Linked DNA regions of Mus musculus: region 1 is linked to region 2. The links are chromatin contacts, called in public promoter capture Hi-C maps. All regions are on one chromosome and are shown on one strand. The core of a region is the stretch at or near the end of the contact, and the rest is flanking DNA. Distances in the headings are between cores, read along the strand shown. Region 1 holds the start of Rdh14 (retinol dehydrogenase 14 (all-trans and 9-cis)). Region 2 holds the start of Gdf7 (growth differentiation factor 7).

Evidence for each region. Promoter capture Hi-C pulls out the DNA fragments that hold promoters and counts their contacts.
Region 1: a contact with region 2 is called in a promoter capture Hi-C map of pre-B cells. The contact joins the promoter of Rdh14 here to the promoter of Gdf7 in region 2. A contact is called at or near these places in 1 of 39 promoter capture datasets (pre-B cells), 2 of 484 Hi-C or Micro-C datasets (CD8 T cells and the G1E-ER4 cell line), 1 of 115 datasets of contacts at active chromatin or transcription factors (large pre-B cells) and 1 of 9 other capture datasets (liver).

Annotation. Positions count from the first base shown.
Region 1 is chr12:10,389,168-10,393,075 of GRCm38.p6, forward strand. It overlaps Rdh14 (retinol dehydrogenase 14 (all-trans and 9-cis)), which reads left to right and starts at 1,613. Exons shown (of 2, transcript NM_023697.2): 1 at 1,613-2,059. The coding sequence starts at 1,673. It overlaps Nt5c1b (5'-nucleotidase, cytosolic IB), which reads left to right. Exons shown (of 9, transcript NM_027588.3): 9 at 637-1,007. The coding sequence ends at 966.
Region 2 is chr12:8,299,810-8,303,602 of GRCm38.p6, forward strand. Gdf7 (growth differentiation factor 7) reads right to left here and starts at 2,145. Exons shown (of 2, transcript NM_001312876.1): 1 at 1,758-2,145. The coding sequence starts at 2,124. It also overlaps a transcript of Ldah not described here.

The DNA.
Region 1 (3,908 bases), core at 363-2,862, 2.1 Mb after region 2:
AATGAGTATAAAATAGTTAAGCATGGATGTAAACATAAAACAATGGAAAAGACTAAAATAACATAAAAAGAAACAAATATTATGTCTTAATGTAGAAACTATAAAGCTACATAGCGTTAAGACAAGACAGGGTTGGACTCAGGCCAAACAAACAACTAGTTAAACAAAGTGACAGTAATTTCAAAGGTAAAACGTTCCGCTGACAAACAATGTGGTACAATGGTGGTTTTGGTGGTCAACTGAAACACATCTCCCAGTTACCGGGGATAATTTATGCCTATTGCCCTGGAGTACTACTTATAGAACGTTCTTTCACACTTAAAATATGTTTGTCTGGATGAAAAATGATGTGGTTATCCTAGATTTATTCCAGGCATGCAAGGGATGGTTGTGTATCAGGAAATATCTTCACATAAATGTAGAGAGTTTGGCATCGTACTGTCAGCCCAGAATCACTGCATGCCAGTCAGCAACCTGTGGATTTTAAAGTCTTATAAGACCCTGGTTGGTTGGTTGGTTGGTTGGTTGGTTGGTTGGTTGGTTGGTTGGCTGGTTGGTTTGGTTTGGTTTGGTTTTCAGTAATCACTTCTCTTTTGCTCACCCTTGCACAGCTGAGACTTACGTTCTCTTTTCCAGGGTCCTCTTAAAAGCTTTCTGGAAGATTTAGGGAAACTGCAGAAAAAATTCTATGCCAAAGACGAACGATTGCTTTGCCCCATCAGGACCTACCTGGTTACAGCTCGTAGTGCAGCGAGTTCAGGTGCCCGTGTGCTGAAGACCCTTCGCCGATGGGGTCTAGAGATAGATGAAGCTCTTTTCCTGGCTGGAGCCCCTAAAGGTCCCATCTTAGTGAAGATTCGGCCCCACATCTTCTTCGACGACCAAATGTTCCACATTGAATCAGCACAGAAATTTGGTACCATCACGGCCCATGTGCCTTATGGCATTGCTCAAAAACGCAACTAGGGATGGGGAGGAAAAATAAACAGTCTGGTATTACAAACGGCATGTGTTTTGCATGGCTAGAGTGACTAGTTATTTCTGAGAATTTGACCACAAAACTTAGCTCCTTTGGTGTTTTTCTTTGCTTTTTGGAAAAAATTTTGAACTTTCAAGCTACAGTCAAGCATTCTACTTTTTTAAAGCTAAGGATGTTGGATATCATTGCATCTATCTATAAGTTGTAATGGGTGGCTCTTTAGACAAGTTTAGAACTTTGACACTTAAGTTGTTTCACAAGAAGCTTAATTAATTTTCAAAAAGCATTGCTCACTTTTAGTGTTAGTCAAATGAATGAATCTCTATATGCAGCATCACCTAGAAAAGGTATATTCAGGGTGGAATGAGTCTGATCAATAATACTGCTGATAACTGGGGCTGTGTCTTTTGTTATCCTTGTGTGGCAAGAATTTTACCAAGAAATGTCATTTTGTCTATAGGCATATAACCAATTCTAACACTGTCCACTTCTAAATAAATCCGCTGGGGCTTTCATGTGTACTTCCTGAACGCTAAGTCAAGTCAGCCTTAGGAGCAAAACTACAAGTCCCAGAAAGCCCCGCGCGCAGTAGCCCAGGACAGCAGGCGGCGCCCCAGAGTCCTTCGCGTGTAGGTGGCCCCATAGCACTCCGGAACCTGTGCGCTAGGCCCAGTGCACCGGGCCCGGAAGGTTATGGCAGTGGCTAGTGTGGCCGCAGCGCTCCTGGCCGCACTGGGCGGGGCGCTGTGGCTGGCGGCCCGGCGGTTCTCTGGGCCAAGAAACCAGCGGCAGCAGGGAGGCGGGGACCCGGGCCTCATGCACGGGAAGACAGTGCTGATCACCGGAGCAAACAGCGGCCTGGGCCGTGCCACCGCGGCGGAGCTGCTCCGCCTGGGGGCGCGGGTCATCATGGGATGTCGGGACCGCGCTCGAGCAGAGGAGGCGGCCGGTCAGCTCAGGCAGGAGCTCTGTCAGGCTGGGGGCGCCGGGCCCGACGGCACCGATGGCCAGCTGGTCGTTAAGGAGCTGGACCTTGCCTCGCTGCGCTCAGTGCGAGCTTTCTGCCAAGAACTGCTACAGGTGTGGGTCGAATGGAGCTCGCCACCCTCGGGGAGGGCCCTCTGAAACCTGGTGTGACCTTGAGGGTGGCCATGACCAAACCGGAAAGGCTCCTGCCTGCCTTGGACCCGGCTAGGAGGAGGGGCAGGTCTGAGAAGGAATTCCTGGGAGGTCCTAAGGAGAAGTGCATAAATAAGCCAGTGTCTGGACATTTGGTTTTGTTAGGCTAGGACAGTCACCAGCTGATCTTTGAGTTGTTTTCCCCCTGTCAGAAGTGAAATGTGTGCCAAATCTTACAGTGTCACAAGGCCTGTGAGCACCACAGGAGAAAAGCTAGCCAAAAACTTTCATTAGACCCTTCTTAAAACTTTTCTTTCTGTTTTTTTCCCCTCGTTACCTGGTTTTGTTTGTTTGTTTGTTTTTTCTTTTTTTGTTTTGTTTTGTCCTGCTGAAGTAGGAGGGGGTGTCACTTGCTGACACCCTGCATCATCCCTAAACTTGGAATCCCATTAAGTGTCTGAAAAGGGACAGGAATAAAAATAATTTAATGCTTAGCTTTATGGAAGGTTTTATACATGCCAGGGGATGTGCTAAGGACATTTTTAATATCTTTGGCTATTATCAGATCTTGTAAAGCAAGCAATAATATCTCTACTTCATGATAGGGAACTGAGGCATAGGAAGGCTAAGTGACGTGTCTGTCTTCAGAGTCCTTGCTTTAATCTCCTGTTGTGCATTCCTAGTACTTGAAGGCTGAGGTGTGTGATTTCCTTGGGTGTACAGTAAATATTCTACCGAAGTAGAAAGGCTGTGGCCAAAGTGACTTGCCACAGGTAGATCTAAAGGCAGACACAGGAGGGTGCTTGTCTCTTCTGAAATCTCTTGAATCTAAGGCAGACATTCTAAATGGCCTGTTTTTCTTTTCCGTGATGTACTTAGACCAAAAGAAATATCTGTAAGTTCATTTGTTAACATTTAGATATTTAACTCTGACAATTCTTATTAGTGGGACTGTGGCATGTTGGACACTATACTAACTTTTCCAACCTCCAAGTTAGATGGACACAGCCACCTTCATTCTTGTTCAACATAGACTTCTTTTTTTTTTTTAACTTTTCACTTGCACTGAAAACAGTAGCTAATAACTACTAATAACTGCTAAAAGCACAACTGTACAAAGAAACCATCTCATCAGAAGAGAGACCATATTGAACCACTTGGAGTAGTAGTTATTGAGATAATGAGTAGAGTGTCACTCTTTTGCTCAAACTTTAAGCCATTGTACAAGATACTCCTGTTGTGTTCTGGGACATCATGTTGCTTATTAAGAGCCAGGTAGATAGAGAAGTTGGTATTTTGTTTTGTTGTTAGCATTCCATTTGCATGTAGTAGATCAAGTAATAGTGCTTGTCTCTGGGAGATTTTTGAAAGCATAGGAAGCAAGTTTTCCTGTCTCACTAATGTGTAAATAGAATTGACCATGCTCATTTTTGATACCATTGTTGCTTTGGTGTCTTGAGGTAAAACCAATTAAAAAAAAAAAAGTATGAATACAAAGAGGTACCTAAGTAGTACTGTCCTTTTGTTGCTTGGCTCTGAGGTTCAGTGTTTATAATTAGAAGAAAAGAGAAATAGAAGTTTTAACATTCTACTGTTTGGTATTCTTGGAATTTATGGTATTTATCTCCTAGAATTTAAAAAATAGAAAATGATAAAGTCTTAAACCCAGCAAAGAATGATAGCTCAGAAATGATTAATTCTGGAACCCTTCCCAGAGGATTAGTGAAGATGAACACTCCTTTCTCGCCATATCTATGAACTCGTGCCTTCTTTTTGAAGTTGACTGTTGGAAAACATGAAGTGTTTTTCG
Region 2 (3,793 bases), core at 895-3,394:
TGTGATTTATTTCGGGCTTGGGGTTTTATTTCTGGTCATGGGTCCTTTTTCTTTTGGGGTGGACTCAGACAAAAAAAAAATGTTTAAATTCCACCAAAGAGCAGATAAGGCGTTGCCTTTGAAGGGGGTCATATGGTTTCGTTTTGCCCCATCGGAGAGACCATGCAAACTCCCCCCACCTTTGGGGATTTGTTCTCAACCATGGAGCCAGGCCCTGGTGTTCTAAGTCTACAGTCTGGGTGTACTGTTCTGCCTCCACAGCTCTGTTCTAAACTGAAGCTGGTGGGAGCAAGCTAGACAGAGGCCCTGGGCCATATTCCCCGTCCCTGCTTTTCCTCTCAAAGACCCTTCTCTGCAGCCTCCGCCTCACCCCGCTTCCTCGGCCTTGCTACCTCCCCAGGGAGGGAGGGAGAAAAGGTGGCCCGCCTCTGGGTCTTGCTGGTGGAGCAGAGCTACGCCGGAAGGAATTAGCTGGTTTTATAACCTTGTACACTTAGCCAGCCCTAACAAAGTCGGATGCTTCTGTTACTTTAGGCCCCTCTCACTGTTGGCAGCTTGAGAGCGTCCTATGCAGGGACAGGTTAGGAGTTTTTCCTGATTCTGCTGCACACTGGGATTGGAGTTTCCTGTAAGGATCCCACCAGTCAGTGTGGCGTGCCATGACAGACCCTTGGAAAATAGATGCTGGTCCTAAGTGCCCCCATAGGACCGTCAGGGCCAGAGAGTTCTATGTATGGAAACAAAGCTGTCTGTGCGTACATGCTGCGCACTGAGTGTGTTTCTGAGATGGCTGATGCGTGGTAGCCACAGCCTGTTTTCCCACGCTGGTATCAAAGGCCTGCAGACTGCCAAAGGCTGCCTAGCCTCACTTTTCAGCCCTACTTGCCTTCCTTTCCCTCCTGATTTCCAAGCTAGATCTTTGGCTGGGCAGAATTGAAGCCAAAATTACTTGCATTTCCGCCTGAAATTAGTTAAATTTTCCCTATCTGTCTGCTTTAATGACTTCAATGGAGATTAATAAAAGCCAGATGACACACACATACTACAACCACCCCACAACCCCACCCACATCCTACCTTTGGAGGGCCCTACACAGGGTAAAATGTGATGTTTGAGCTCCAACCATCCCTTTTCTCCCCACACAAGCCGAGGCCCTGGACTCTGGCTGCTGGGGCCTACTGTCACAGAAGGAAGGCAGGCACCCAAACTCTCTTCCCATACACAAGCCACCATCCACCCGAAACGGCCTGCCTGAGAGGGGTCCTTCTGATACCGAGAGGCCATGACTTTAATTGGATACCAGCTGCTCTACCCTGAATTCCCCTGAGCTTCAATTTGTGTATAGTCCCCAGTCCCCCGCTGAACACAAGGCACTACCATCACTGCTCTCGTCCCTCTTGGCGGGAACTCAAAGGCCACAACTCCTGCCCTTCTTTCTTCTCCCAGGGCTCCAGGCCCAAGGCTACACTAGACCCTTCCCCCAAAGAAGCGGATCTTGAGCTCCGCTTGGCTTGAGGGGAACCTGCCAGCCTGTTCTGAAGAGCGGCTCCCACTCCCTTAGCCCTCGGAGACCAAGCCTTGACTGGCTTAGGGGTTCGTGAACAATGACTTCGAAGACAACTTTTTCTCTCCAGCACCTGAGGATAACTATAGGGATCATAGTTCAGGATCGAATCGGGCAGAGGCTTGCCTCCCCCGGCTCGTCTCCAGTCAAGAGTAGACGGGATGGGCTGGTGCGCAGAAGACGCGTAAAGTACCTTGAGTTGCTTGGTCTGTGAAGCCGGTGATTGTGTCCACACGCCCGTGCCCTGAAGCTGCCGCGACCGGAGCCCTCCCCGCCAGGCTCCTGTAAAGCGACATCATGAAGTGGTGTGGCACCACCGAGCCGTTCCTGAAGCCAGAACCCGCAGCGCGGCGCACAGCTCGGGGACCCGGAACCGCAGCGGCCTGGAGAGCTGAAGGGCCTGGAGCCCGGGCGAGGGTCCGCCCGCCGCCGCCGCCCCCGGGGCTCCAGGCTGGTCCAGCCCCCGCCGCTCGGAGCACCGCGGCAGCTTCTAGCCCGTCGCGGGGACGGCAAGCGCTCAGCAGCCAGAGACACAGCGCGGCGGCAGCGCTCAGGTCCATGGGCTCCTTGGGCCGGCCGGCCGCGCGACACGGGCTCCGTGGCTCCGGGAAGTCCCCCGACGCCTTTTGAACATAGTGTTTAATAATGGGGGAAGTGTGCGCAGCAAGCCGCTGCCCCCCTCCTCTCCCACCCCACCCCCGCCCAGCGCTCGGAGCAGCGCCCCCTGCTGAACGTTCAACCCGCAGCGCTGAGCCCCCCAACTCAGGCCTATCGCGCAGTGCAGGGTAGAAGTCGCCTCCCCTTGCTGTAGTGCCTGGTCCTTGTCCTTGCCAAGAGAAGGCCATCCGCCCGAGGCTCCTGCCACAACGCGGTGCCCCGCCTCCCCTCCCGAAGGTACTACGAGCCCCCACCCCCCTCCGCCCCAAGACCTCAGCGCACTCCTTGGCTGGAAGATGGGGCGTCTCGCGTACCCGCCCAGCTTCCTCCCGACTCCTCCATGGAGAAACACCGCCCTCCGCGTGATCTTGTGAGTGCTAGGGATGCCAGACCCGGGCCAAGTCAAGACTGGGCCCCTCCCATCCAGCTTTCTCGCCGTACGCCCCCTTGATGGATGCTCATTAGGGAGTTCCTAGGGATGCTTACGATACACATTTGGATGCCACCCTCTCCCGTCCACAGCCCTCTGAAGATAACAGTGGGAGGCCAGAGAAAGGGAGAGGATCTGTGATGAAGGATGAGTGGCTGGAGGGTACAGATGGGCACGGACCGGAAAAGCTTTGGGTGGGCATCTTGAGCCAAAGCAGGAGCTGAAATCTTAAAGGGTTTAATGAATTAGGAAGGCGGGGACCAGCGGAATCCTACTCAAATTAGGTCTCAGGGTTTGAATGTGCAAAGTAATTTGCCCGGGGAAAGGGGAGAGTGGGGCAGGTGACCACATTTCTTCAAGGTCTTCAGAGCAAAAGGCAAGAGTGCAACCACAAGCCCAGAGGCTGCGTTGCAAAGCCATGGAATAGCGCTCGGATGCCAGCATGGTTATAGCACTCTATGAGCATGGGTGGAAAGGGCCACCTCTGGTCTATGCCTGGGCGACTCTTGAGCATACAGACGCTGGGACTTTTGTTTGGCTAACTTCCTCCCCACTCCTGCTCTGAGGGGGGAAGGCGCCAGCATGTGTGTCGATTTAGTTCAGACAAACCCCAGAGCAAGAATGTCCAGAAAATAGACCAACTGTCCAAGGGATTTAAAAGCCTGGACCCCAAATCCATTACTTTAGCATTGTTCTGGATACCAAACTCAGAATCCACGCCCGGTCCGTGAGTCAGGTCAAGGTGCTATCTAAAAGCCTCTTCCTAATAAACTACATAGCCCAGGCTCCCGCGTTGGAGTCTTATACTCCCACCTCGCCCTCTGGATAGCAGGCACGCGTGCACCTGGACCACGGTCTGTGCTGCTGGCCTCCCTACTCAGGGCCTTCCTGCTGTTGCCAGATGGTGGGCATCTGGGATGACAACCTACCTTTGGTGGCCAGGTTGGGGAGCGGATGCAAAAGCCATAATTATGGGTTTCTTTCTTTCTTTGGGTGCCTGGAGGAAGTGGCTCTAGTAGGGTGGAGACTTCCTGGCGTAACTCCCTGCCCACCCATCCACCCCTGCCTACAGTGGCCAGCCAGGGGTCTCTTTGCTCAGAGGGACACTGGGTTCTGGTGGCCTTCTTTCCACAGACGCCACT